Linked DNA regions of Mus musculus: regions 1 and 3 are each linked to region 2. Evidence: chromatin contacts called from public promoter capture Hi-C data. All regions are on one chromosome and are shown on one strand. The core of a region is the stretch at or near the end of the contact, and the rest is flanking DNA. Distances in the headings are between cores, read along the strand shown.

What was found. Promoter capture Hi-C pulls out the DNA fragments that hold promoters and counts their contacts.
Region 1: a contact with region 2 is called in a promoter capture Hi-C map of 3T3-L1-derived adipocytes, with 2.7 times the contacts expected there. The contact joins the enhancer-like site here to the promoter of A830005F24Rik in region 2. A contact is called at or near these places in 8 of 39 promoter capture datasets (the 3T3-L1 cell line, 3T3-L1-derived adipocytes, the C10 cell line and 4 more), 2 of 15 datasets of contacts at CTCF or cohesin (the G1E-ER4 cell line and large pre-B cells), 78 of 484 Hi-C or Micro-C datasets (the AML12 cell line, the AtT-20 cell line, B cells and 42 more), 2 of 115 datasets of contacts at active chromatin or transcription factors (embryonic stem cells and large pre-B cells) and 2 of 9 other capture datasets (embryonic stem cells and liver).
Region 3: a contact with region 2 is called in a promoter capture Hi-C map of embryonic stem cells, with 2.1 times the contacts expected there. The contact joins the enhancer-like site here to the promoter of A830005F24Rik in region 2. A contact is called at or near these places in 8 of 39 promoter capture datasets (3T3-L1-derived adipocytes, the C10 cell line, embryonic stem cells and 3 more), 1 of 15 datasets of contacts at CTCF or cohesin (embryonic stem cells), 1 of 484 Hi-C or Micro-C datasets (embryonic stem cells) and 2 of 9 other capture datasets (adipose tissue and embryonic stem cells).

The regions. Positions count from the first base shown.
Region 1 is chr13:48,809,536-48,813,863 of GRCm38.p6, reverse strand. It overlaps Phf2 (PHD finger protein 2), which reads left to right. Exons shown (of 22, transcript NM_011078.3): 16 at 91-161; 17 at 795-955. Among named protein-coding and RNA genes, the nearest start is that of Phf2, 59 kb to the left of the region's middle. Within about 2 kb of position 1,688, at least 10 of the 459 cell types and tissues checked have an H3K27ac peak or open chromatin away from gene starts, as enhancers often do. A contact at or near this core is called in palatal mesenchyme, where this site is marked.
Region 2 is chr13:48,511,408-48,515,408 of GRCm38.p6, reverse strand. It overlaps A830005F24Rik (RIKEN cDNA A830005F24 gene), which reads right to left and starts at 1,839. Exons shown (of 2, transcript NR_165458.1): 1 at 1,780-1,839; 2 at 570-1,275. It overlaps Zfp169 (zinc finger protein 169), which reads left to right and starts at 1,973. Exons shown (of 5, transcript NM_026450.3): 1 at 1,973-2,114.
Region 3 is chr13:49,018,176-49,022,400 of GRCm38.p6, reverse strand. No RefSeq gene overlaps it. Among named protein-coding and RNA genes, the nearest start is that of Fam120aos, 52 kb to the right of the region's middle. Within about 2 kb of position 2,115, at least 40 of the 459 cell types and tissues checked have an H3K27ac peak or open chromatin away from gene starts, as enhancers often do. A contact at or near this core is called in embryonic stem cells, where this site is marked.

The DNA.
Region 1 (4,328 bases), core at 439-2,938, 300 kb before region 2:
GAGTCTGGTGGGTGTGGGCAGGGGGTTCCGAGGGATCTCGGCCGACCCCCCTGAAGGTCTCCACTTGACAGTTATCCACTGTGCTTTCAGTCTTGTTAGACAAGAAGGAGGCTCTCCTCATGCCCACCTCGAAGCCAAAGCTGGATTCTGCGGTGTACAAGGTGAGCCTCCCAGCCCCTTCCCACAGCCCGGCCTGCAGCGCGCTTGTGCTTGATGTGCAAGGACAGCCACCCTCCCGCCGTCCATGGCACAAGAGGGACATGGTCTTGCTCAGTCCCTGGCACCAGGGCTAAGGCGATGCTCCTTTGGTCCTGCCCATGGGAGATAAATGCACCAAAACGTGTCCCCTGGCATAGGAATAGCAGGGGGTGGCTCCCCATCAGCTGGGGTCTTACAGTAAGATGACCTCCAAGGCTGTCTTTCCAGCAGAAAAGGATCATGGCTGAGGTCTCATGTTTCCTGGGAAGCCCAGGAAGTACCAGTCCCCTGAGCCACCTGCTGGGATAAGCTTATCCAGGCCAGAGGTTTATAGTCACAACACCCTGGTTGGAAATCCTGGGGCTTTCTTTGGAAAAGACCCCAGGGTGTGAAGGTGACTTCAACCTTCGTGGTTTTGAGGACCCTAGGAAAGGCTTAGCACCCACACCTGTCTCATGAGGACCTCACCCATAGTGTGAACCTGAGACTACCCTGTAGCAGTCATTAGTATAGAACTCTTTAAACTAGTCTCCCCGTGAAGGGACCTGCTCCCCAGTGCCCTGCCCTGACCTGCTGCTCTGTCCCTGGCTCCGCAGAGCGATGACTCCTCTGACGAGGGCTCTCTGCACATCGACACGGACACCAAGCCAGGCAGAAATGCCAAAGTGAAGAAGGAGAGTGGGAGCTCCGCGGCCGGCATCCTGGACCTGCTGCAGGCCAGCGAGGAGGTTGGCGCACTCGAGTACAACCCCAACAGGTGGGCCCTGGCTGTGTCCCTCAGCACTCGCAGAACATGGCTGCCCCTGGGCGCAGACCCCGCCACACAGTGGGATGCAGACAGGCCCTAGCCACTGACTGCTGAGAACCGGGCTTTCAGAGCAGCAAGGATAGACTTCCTTTGACTCTTTTTTTTTTTTTTAAAGATTTATTTATTTATGTATATGAGTACACTGTAGCTGTAGATGGGTGTGAGCCTTCATCTGGTTGTTTGGAACTGAATTTAAGATCTCTGCTTGTTCCGGTCAACCCTGCTCGCTCCGGTTGGCCACACTCGTTCAGGCCCAAAGATTTATTTATTATACATAAGTATTCTGTAGCTGTCTTCAGATCTCATTACAGGTGGTTGTGAGCCACCATGTGGTTGCTGGGATTTGAACCCTGGAGTCAAGAGCAGTCAGTGCTCTTAGCCTCTGAGCCATCTCACCAGCCCATTCTCTTGATGGCCCCAGTTAGATTCATGCATTGCTGACTTGGGTTTGAAGCACTTGACTATTGTTTACCTCTCAGTGAAACTTTAGTGGCATTTCCAGATGTGGCACTGATAGGTGAATGATGGGGCACAGCCTGGACCCCCCTCTCCCCCCACCGCAAGACCCTCCACGACATACTTCAGGAACAGTAGTGTCCTCTCAGCTCTGTAGTCTCATGACAGCTTCAGACTTTAACTTGATAATTGGGGAACCTGAGGCGTAGGGAGCTTAGACAGCTGTCCCATGGCCCACAGCTTGGAGATAACAGAGGCAGGCCCAGGCTCTGGGCTGATCTCACACAGGGGCCCAACTTGGGGCTACTAAAGAGTTGTTGAGTGCTGGGCTACATCCACTTGTCTGTGCCGGTCCCTCATTTGGGAAGAACTCCACGGGCCCGTCCAGGGTTCCTGTTCCTTCATCTGCCAGAGCTGTTTTTAGATGACTGCCCGAGGCAGCCGCTCACCCTGACTCTGAGGCTGCTCCAGCAGGTGGAGGCCTAGGTCAGGCCTCCTCGTAGATGACGGGAGATTCTGGGAAGGCAGATTAAGGGCTTGATTGAAACAAGCTTTTGCTGAATTAGTTGGCCATATTTCATTTCATAGATTACTGTTTTGAATGCAATATCATGTTCACAGCCACCCAGCCTCAGGCATGGTGGGAGGGGTGTGCATGGTTCTGGGCTCAGAGTCCTGGCTTAGCCTGGCATGATAGAGTGAGAGTTTTGGTGAACACATGGGGGAAGCCTGGCTGTGGCTTCTTCTCATAGGAGCACCTCCACTCAAGTCTGTGATGCTGTGCAGGGTGTCACACAGTCTCTGGTGGTGGGAATGCCTGACTTCCAGGAGAATATATGTGCTAGCTAATACTTCAATGGCTGACCTCAGAGTCTCAGAGATCCTTAGTACCCTGGATCTCCCATGACCTCAATGGAAAGGCCTGGGAAGTTGGAACCTAGGGTGAGCCTAGTACCACCCAGGATGAGGGCAGACAGGACCAAGAGCCTAGGCCCTCACCTTGGTGCCCAGTTCTGGGTGCTGTGGAGGGAGAACTCTGGGTGGCGTGGAGACAGAACACAGATGGGGGTATTTGAGTCCTTATTCATGAGGCCAGAGGGGGCTGTCTGCTAATGAGAAACCAGAGCTGCTGTGGCCCCGTGCCCCAAGTCTGGGGAGAGTGCTTTGCAGACCCCACATGTGTCCACACACGTGCCTCAGAGGCCAGCCAGCTCCCGCAGCCCGCCGCAGGCAGTTCCTCTTCCAAAGTCTCCCGGTTGGAGCACAGGTCAGTGTTTGATGGTCCATTTGCACTGTTTTAAGTACTGACTGTTTGGAAAAAAACAGCTGAGGAAAACGGAGGAAAATATGTTAATTTCCTGTGGCTGGTTTTGCTTGGTGTTTACCGCCATGGGAAAAGGAGGGGATTTAGGTATGGTAATTGGAGGATTAAAGTATTATTTTCCATGCTGACTAGTTAAACTTTGTTCACTGATTCTCCGGCAACCTTGTAGATAGCCGGGCCAGCTGGGTCTGGGGTCACCCAGATGGCGTGAGTGGGAAGTTCATGTCCATGTGGGTTCTCATGGGGGTCCAGCCTCAGGGTTTAGGACCCTGGCGGTGCATGTCTTGGCATGTCCCTGTGGCCTGGATTGAGGACAGGATAGAGCATTGCACCTTGAAGGTATTTGTTCCTGCCCATGCTCAGTGAAGTCCCCAGACTAGCGCAGCTGGACAGTGCCAGGACAGCTGTTGTCCTGTGAGACACAGCCCTGTATTGTGCACAGGGCAGGGCAGGCTAACGAGGGAGGCTCCAACATAACTCTCTGCAGAACTCAGGGATGTGTGACTTGGCCTGCCATTATGGCTTTGGCCTGGGAGGCAGCCTTCAGAGGGGGCTGTGGAGCCATTGGCTTCCCTCTCCTCGGGTTCAGGAAATGTCTCTCGGTCCATGGAGCATTGGCCTAGGAGATGGCTTTTGTCCAAGCTTGCCTATCCAATCTCAGTGGGGCTGTTCCATCTCTCTGACTCTGCCCCACCCCACCAGCGTCTTCTCTAGAACCCTCATTTTCTGATCAGTAGCTTTCCTAGGTCCCTGTTAGAGCTTCTACCAGGGTCTCCTTCAGCCTGTACATAAGGAGGTCGCCCAGCAGCACTGTCTCACATATGGGCCATCTTGAGCAAGGAAGGAGACATGGGGGAGGGAGGATACTGTGCTGGAGGGGGTACTGTGCTGGAGAGGGATACTGTACTAGAGGGGCTACTGTGCTAGAGGGAGTACTGTGCTGGAGGGGGTACTATGCTGGAGGGGTACTGTGCGGGAAAGGGTACTGTGCTGGAGGGGGTACTGTGCTGAAGGGAGTACTGTGCTGGAAAGGATACTGCTGGAAGGTGATACTATGTTAGTGGAGGATACTGTGCTGGAGGGGGTACTATGCTGGAGGGGGTACTATGCTGGAGGGGTACTGTGCGGGAAAGGGTACTGTGCTGGAGGGGGTACTGTGCTGGAAAGGATACTGCTGGAAGGTGATACTATGTTAGTGGAGGATACTGTGCTGGAGTGGGTACTGTGCTGGCGAGGATACTGTGCTGGAGGGAGATCTCTGGCTGCAATGCCATGTGCTGCCACTGCTGTTCATCACCGTGATTCTGGTCCTGAGCTTGCCATGAGATTATCTCCTAACACAGCTTCTTTTCAGAGGCTCTGACGCTTTCTCCTGCAAAGGTCTTCCTAGAAGTGCTCCAGGTATTTGGTTGTAGTTTGCAGGTATCCAGGATAGAACAAGGGAAACGCTGGAAAGTAAAGGGGTCTCAGGAGAAGAGGTACCATGGAGTACAGGGAGGAGACAGTGTGCCTCTAGACCATGACCACCTAAGTGGCTCATGT
Region 2 (4,001 bases), core at 590-3,089:
TAGTCATACAAATTGCATGGTGGCACACGCCTTTAATCACAGGACTTGGTAGGTAGGGGCAGATGAACCTTTGTGAGTTTGAGGCCAGCAGGGGCTACAAAGTGAGTTTCTGGACAGTTTCTGGAGAGACCCTATCTCAAAATGCAAAACAACAACAACAAAATTGAAGCAAGGTGTTGAGCATCCGAACCCGAATCTTCATGCTTGAGCACCATGGCATGCACATTATCCACTGAGACCATCTCCACATGATATTTCTTTTTACTTAATGTATTTTTATTTAATGCATTTTTATTTATTTTTATAAGTATTAATGTGTTTTGCCTGCAGGTAAGTGCACTGTGTGCATGCAGTTGTCTGTAGAGACCAGAAGAGGGCATCTGATCCTTGGAAGTGGAATTCTAAGCAGTTGTGAGCCATCTTATAGATGCTGGGAACTGAACCTGGGTCCTCTGCAAGATTCCCAAGTGCTCTTAACACTCGGTAGCCACCTCTCCAGCGCCTCTCCTTATTTCCTAGTATTATTCTTACTGATTTTATTTTTTCTTTATCTGAACAATATAGACCCATTTTACTGGCATGACATCTTTTAATTGAAAACTTGACATTCCATGTTTTTTGCCTTATCAAGTGTGGCGTGTATCCTAAGTATGCTCAAACTTAAAAAAAAATAAAATGAAGTTACTTGTAAACAATTTGATCTTTTCTAGGCTTAGTTTTGCATTTTCCTAGGTGAAACAAGAAAGGCTCGGGGGCCCCATCTTGTCTTCCTATCAAGATGAAACCATTTCCAGGTATTATGTACAACTCTGAAGGCTTTATGGCCTCATAGGAAGAGGTGTTGTTCCTCACCCCCTTTATTCCCACTGACATTTTTCCCGGGACTTTTCCCTGGGATGGCACAGCTGTGTGTCGCGTGCTGTCAGTGTTCGGTGAACGCCCGAGGAAGGAGCCACTGAACCTCTGTGGATTTCTCTGGTCCTTCGTACTGTCCTTTGAACTGAAGCTGCCTTGGTTTCCCCAGGGCCCCGGCTTCGTCTCAGGTTGACCTCCAGGTCTTGCTCGGGTCTCCCTTCTCTGTTCTGTGCCAGAACGGTTTCTCACCAGGGGAGTTCGCTGCTCACTTCGTTTATTGTCCACATCACTGATATTCCTCCATTGTTTCTGTGTGCAGTGCTTCCCCATCGGTTTCTTAGTCCATGTTGTCCTTTTAAAGCTTGTTTTATGTGGAAGACTGAATCTGGTCCCTGTTGACTTCTGCTGTTTGCCACCTCACTTTAAGAAGCAAATGGGAAATAATTTGAAAATACTGCTCACGTCAAATACTAGAAATACAATTGAAAATTCAAATTCAATTAAATTGAGTTCCGCTCAAATTCCTAGTCTTTTCGCAAAGATTTTTGTCTTTCTGTTACAACCAAGAAGTGTTTTTTTGTATGAGCAAAATAGTTTAAAACATTACACTATGAATATCTTCAAACTTAGTTTGCCCTTGTCTTTTTGTAATCATTTTTTAAAAAAAGTATTATTTTCAAGAAACAACACCCACAGTATCCACACATGCTGCAGTTTAAAACACACGACTCACAGGCACGTAAAAAAGAAAAAAAACAAAACAAACAAACAAACAAAAAACCAACCAAGATTGAATTGGCAGGAGGAAGGCATCTAGATAGCACATCTTTTTTAAAAGAATTGATTAATGAGCTTCCTTAGAAGTACGCAAAGATTACTTCGGTTTGGCTTTTCTGCTTTTTTTCTGTTTCTCTAAGATCTTACCCTGTTGTCTTGCAGTCAATGAAAGAGTCCGGCAGTGCTAGGGAGCCCCTCCTATAGTCTGAAGCTTCGGGTTGCAGCCAAGTCAGCATGGGGTGTCCTGCAGTACGCGGCATTCTGGGTATTGTAGTTCCCCCATCTCTAGCGCTGCGTGGGTAGTGAAGTGCGCGCGCGTCACCCCGGTCGGTGTACTTCCGCATCCTGCAGTCGTCACCTGTGCCTGTGGACGATTCTACTGCGGTTCTGGTGAGCGAAAGTGCAGACGTCCTCGGCTCTTGCAGATCCCTCCAGGCGGGGAAGAGTCCGGAGAGCTGGCGTGGGCCACCCACAAGGTTCAGGTGTCTGCCGCTGCTCCATCCTCGATGCGTGGAGTCTTTGGGAGTGGAATCAGCTTCTCTGCCCATCCCGGAGGAGGGTCTCGGTGAAGACCCTGGGATGGGGAGGGGGCCATGTGAGAACGGGGTTAGGGGTCCACTATCTTGTCCTAAACAAGCTACAGGTCAGTCTGGCCTGCTTCCCAGGCTATGACGCTGTAGGTGTGTCCCCTGTGTTAGTGCCAGGTCAGGGAGATTGGACCTGGGGCATCTAGATGTCACCTTTCCACCCCCGCTCTCTGTTGAGGTTTGTGAGGGATCAGAGCCATCCTCCACAGGAACAAATGTCTGAATTGGTGAGGACAGAAGTCTTGGGGAGCTGCACTCATCATGAATTTGGAAATACAGCTTGGTCGCTTGCCTTGCGGGGAAAACATACAGAATTGCCTGGCTGAATGCAACGGCAAAGACCAAGAGACTAGAGCTAGTCTTGAAGTTTGGAGTCTTGGTGTGTGACAAGGCTTGTGTGTGTGGTGTGTATGTGTGTGCGCGTGCGTGCCTGTGTGTATATGTGTGTAGGGGGGAGTGGGGGTGGCCTTTTTACACATTGTGGGCTAATGACCTTGTGTGGCTCCCTTGAGCTCTGGGATCTTCCAAGAGCCTGGAGTGATGTAATGGGAAGAGACATTTCCCCCATGACCCAGGGCTTGTTGGCTCCCTGAATTTCTGGCGGTGTAGCCTGGTTTCTCCTTTTCTCTTTAGTTCTCTGATCTATATATACAACTCATTTTGATTATATTCACCACTGAAAATTCTGTCCCCAGTCCACCTATCTTTGTGACCTATCTTTCTTTTTTGTTTCAAAACCCTTTAAGACTAACTTATGCTGAATTCAATATTCTTGAATATTTCATTGGATTGTTATTGGCTTACCTCGGGCTATATACTCTTAGAGAAACCCTTCTCCTCCTCTCCCAGCAGCTAGTAATTGCCGTAGCTTGGTACTAGGTATTTGGTGCCGAACTCTTGTCTCTGTGCTGAGATTTGTTCTGGTTTGGGCTTGCACGGGTCTTGTGCATGGTGTTGTAACTGCAGTGAGCTTGTATGTACAGTTGCCCTATTGTCTGTACTGGCTGGTTTTGTGTGTCAACTTGACACAGGCTGGAGTTATCACAGAGAAAGACGCTTCAGTTGGGAAGTGCCTTCATGAGATCCAGCTGTGGGGCATTTTTTTGGTTGATGATCAAGGGGGGAGGGCCTATTGTGGGTGGTGCCATCTCTGGGCTGGTAGTCTTGGGTTCTAGAAGAGAGCAAGTTGAGCAAGCCAGGGGAAGCAAGCCAGTAAGAAACATCCCTCCATGGCCTCTGCATCAGCTCCTGCTTCCTGATCTGCTTGAGTTCCAGTCCTGACTTCCTTTGGTGATGAACAGCAATGTGGAAAGTGTAAGCTGAATAAACCCTTTCCTCTCCAACTTGCTTATTGGTCATATTTGTGCAGGAATACAAACCCTGACTAAGACACATTGGTACCAGGAATGGGGTATTCTTGTGACAACCTGATGATGTTTTGGGGAGGACTGTGGAAGGACTTTGGAACTTTGGGCTAGAAGATCCATTCGGTATTAAGAGCTCTGTGGGATGTTGTATAGGAGCTTGGAAGATAATGTTGAGAACAGTGCACAAGATGGAGGCCTGGCTTGTGAAATTTCAGAGGGAAGACTAAAGACTCTTATCAGTGCCGCTGCTATTTTTATTGTGAAGATTCTGTGGTTTTGGTTAGCTGGGGCTGAAGAATCTGCTGTAAATAACAAGATACCAGAACTACTAAAGTGAAAACTTTGCATTACTGGGACTATTGATGCTGGTGAGCTGGAGCTAAGAAATTGAGATGGCTCAGGGGGTAAGAGCACT
Region 3 (4,225 bases), core at 866-3,365, 510 kb before region 2:
CGTTTGAATGTGAATCGAAGAAGGAGCTGGTCTGCTGAGCAGCTAGCAGACTACAAAGGCTGAGGGAAGATGACGGTTTATTTGGCCAAAGCAATGGCATACACTGAGCCAGGCACATGGAGGCCATTTTGTTATGGTAGTGGGGTGTGTTTATGTGTATTTGTATTTGTGTAGAAGTGGGAAGTGTAGATCTGTGTGTCTCTGTAGGTCAGTGTATGTATGTCTGCTTGCAGAGAGATGTGTGTGGTAGTTCGGGACACTGGAATTCTCTGTGTACCTGTGTATATCTCTTTGCATGTCTGTTGTTCCGACTAAATATTACACTATAGCTATTCTACTGTCAAGGTAGATCACACAGATAGGTATGTGGTTGTGTTGTGAATTGAATGTGCTACAAGTTTAAACTTTCATTTTTAATTTTTAAAGTTTATTTTATGTATGAGTGTTCTGCCTGTATATTATGTACCGTGACAGTGCAGTGCCCACAAAGGCCAGAAGGGGGTGCTAGATCCCATGGTTGTGAACTACTATATGGGTGCTAGGAATCACTGGTCCTCCCGGTGGAACAGAGGTTGTGAGTGCTCTTAACCTCTGAGCCACTTCTTCCAGGCCCCAAACTAGCATTTTAAAGAGTCAACAATTTGTGATACACAGAGAAGTGTAGAGCCAGGACTTCAGGTTAAAATAAATGTTCTTTTCCTGACTCACACACTTGATAATTAATTCTTTTGTTGGTTGTTTGTTGGCTTTTTTGAAACAAAGTTTCTCTATGATGTGGCCCTGGCTGTCCTGAAACTCACTCTGTAGAACAGACTGGACTCCAACTCAGAGATCCACCTGCCTCTGCCTCCTGAGTGCGGGGATTAAAGACGTGCAACACCACTAGCCAGAAAAAACAAGTTCTTTATTTTAGAAATTGTTTTTTTGAATAACCCAGTTTGTGCTCCCCACATACCCATGGGGATGGGACATGCACTGGAGCATGATCAACCTGCCAAGCACAACAGCCTTAGAGAAAACTGTCTCGAGTCAGGCGGTGGTGGAACATGCCTTTAGTCCCAGGACTCAGGAGGCATGAGGCGGTGGATCTCTGAGTTATGGACCAGTTTGTTCTGCCGAGCTAGTTCCATGACAGCCAGAGAAAATACCAAAAACAAACGAACGAAGGAGGGGGAGGAGGAAGAAAAGGAGGAGGGGGAGGAGGAAGAGAAAAGAAAACTGATCCTCCTCCAGCAGCCATTAACTGTCAATAGTGCCTCAGTTAAGGGTCGGGGCACATCCTCAACCTTTATATTTTGATAAAGGGCTGCTCACTGAATCTCAGTAATTCAGCTGGACTGGCTGACCAGTGAGCTTCAGGGGCCTCCTTGTTTGTGTCCACCTAAGTCTGGGGTTACAGGCATGCATGGCCATGCCTATATTTTTATGTTTTTATGTGGGTCTATGATCCAAACTCAGGACCTGTGACTGCTGGCTCAGTAGTTTAAGCATTTAGTGCACCTGCAGTGGACTCAGGGTCAGTTTCCAGATCCACGTGGTGGCTCACCACTGTCTGTAACTTAAGCTCCAAGAGAGCTACCCGCTCTTCTCCAGGTATGCATGAGGTGCACATACATATGTGCCAGCAAAACATACACATAAAAAAAATCTAAAAATAAAATTGTAAGCAGGATTAAGAAATAGAAGACGGATTAACAATAGAATGTTCTTCCAGTGACTTTGATATATATTTGTGTGAATTAGGTCGAGAGATAAGCTATATCTCTTCTATCTAATAAAGACTATAGTAAATAAGGAAATAAGTAAACCAAATACTCTCAGGCACCCAAGAGCTTTAACCTGTGCTATAAGTACCCCTGAGGGAGTAAGGGTGTGGTGGGCAGGGTGCGCGTCAGAAGGTTTGGAGTGGCAGCTGTCACTCAGAATAGCCTCCAGGTCACAAGGCTCTTGGAAGCTGCAGAGTGTGTGGCCCTAAGGCAGCCAAGCCCCAGCTGTCCCCAGCAGCTGCCATGCTCAGCAGTGGGGGAAGGGCAGCCATGTGCCTCTGGGGCTTAGCACACTCCTGCCCCTCATGGTGCTCCCTGGCCAGCTCTCCCACAGGCCACCTCTGCTATAGCTGCGACCAGGACTTGCAGAGTCATTGCTGAGACCTGATATGGAGGAGACTCTGACTGCCAAGGACATTAATAGGACAATTGACAAAATGCAAATGGGTTCCGAGAACCAGGTGTTCGTGACTTAGCACTGTGAATCTCTTGACTGTTTTAAATAGTAGGAGAAAATGTCCTTGTGTGGGAAAAACAGGTATTAAGTATGCGGGATCAGGCAGGGGTGTCTTGTCAACAAGTTATTTTCAAGTGACTTGAGACAAGCTTACTAAAAATTTGCTTCTGGGGGCTGGTGAGGTGGCTCAGCGGTTAAGAGCACTGGCTGCTCTTCCATAGCTCAATTCCCACCACTCACCTGATGGCTTACAACCATCCATAAAGGGGTCTGATGCCCTCTTCTGGTATGCAGGTACATGCAGACAGAATACTCATACAATTTAAAAAAAAAATGCTTCTGGCTACTCTGCAACTTCATAATTGTTTCAAAATAAAAGACAAAAATCATAGCCGGGCGTGGTGGAGCACACCTTTAATCCCAGCACTCAGAAGGCAGAGGCAGGTGGATTTCTGAGTTCGAGGCCAGCCTGGTCTACAAAGTGAGTTCCAGGACAGCCAGGACTATACAGAGAAATCCTGTCTTGAAAAACCAAAACCAAAACCAAAACCAAAAACAAACAAACCACCACCACCACCACCACCACCACCAACAACAACAACAAACTTTCAAAGGTCCTGAGTTCAATTCCCAGTAACCACATGGTGGCCCACAATCACCTGTAAAGGGATCTGATGCCCTCTTCTGGTGTGTCTGAAGAGAGCAATGGTGAATAATTAACTAAATAAAATAAATAAATAATTCTTTTTTTAAAAATCATTCCATAGATGCCCTACATGTAAACGCATAGTCACATAATGAAACGTGGCTGTATCAACCCATTAAGACAAATAGTGTGCCAAAATATTGGTGCAGAGATGTTGTAATACTAAAAATGAAAAATCAGTTTACAAAACCCTTATCTTTAAATTTTCCTTTCCATAGCAGCCGGTTTTTCTTGGCGGTGACCAAACACTTGACAAACAAATCAGAGGAGGAAGGGGTTTGGCTTGCAGTTTGAGGATCTTCTGTCCATCACGGACGGGAATGCGTTACAAGTGGTGGCACCATGGTGGCCAGAGAGTAACTGAAGCCTCATACCTTAGAACAGGAAGTAGAGAACAGACAGGAAGTGGGCCCGAACAATTCTCCTTAACTACCCCTAACAGCCAATCACAGGCCACAAAGCCTTTCATTCCCCTTTGCCCATCCCCTTCCCTGTTCTGTAACTACCCCAGCCTATGAGTGGACTGCAAGCTCTGGGGGTCCTAGACTTGAGAGTGTGCCTCCATAGTCTCTCCCTGGATAAACCCCAGTCTCCAGGAGAGCAGCCTTTGCTCCTGTCTCTTTTTCTTCTGGCTAATTTTACAGTTATTATTTATTTCCAAATCTTGAGATTATGGGTATTGGCATCAGGACCTCTGAAACCTGTGACATCACATAGGTGGGACCCGCAGACCTGTTGCCAAGACAACAGCCACTATATTCCCAGAATCCACTTGGCTCACCTCCCACCTTTACCTGTGTTATGTCATTACCCATATACATAAAGAAAGCCCCTCCCCTGATCTCTCTCTCTCTCTTCCCCCCTTCTCTTTCTGCCACTACCTTGTCCCTCTCTCTCTCAATAAACCTCTTACACATGGAACTGTTATGGCCTGGTGTGCTAGGTTCAGACTCGAGCCACTATTATAACACATCAATGGGTGTTCTTTGGCTTGTTTCCTTGTTTGTTTCTCTTGGCTATTGGTATTTCCTAAATTTTCTTTCTTTTTTTAATCTATTTTTTATGTATATGATTGTTTTGCCTGCATGTATGTCTGTGCCCTATGTGTGTGCCTGGTATCTGCAGATGCAAGAAAAGGCTATCAGATCCCCTAGATCTGGAGTTACAGTCAGTTGTAAGGTACCATGTAGATGCTGGAAAGTGAATCCAGGTCCTCTAGAACAGTCAGTGCTCTTACCCACTGAGCCATCTCTCCATCACTTTCCTAAATTTTCACAATGAAGAGGTATATGCCTA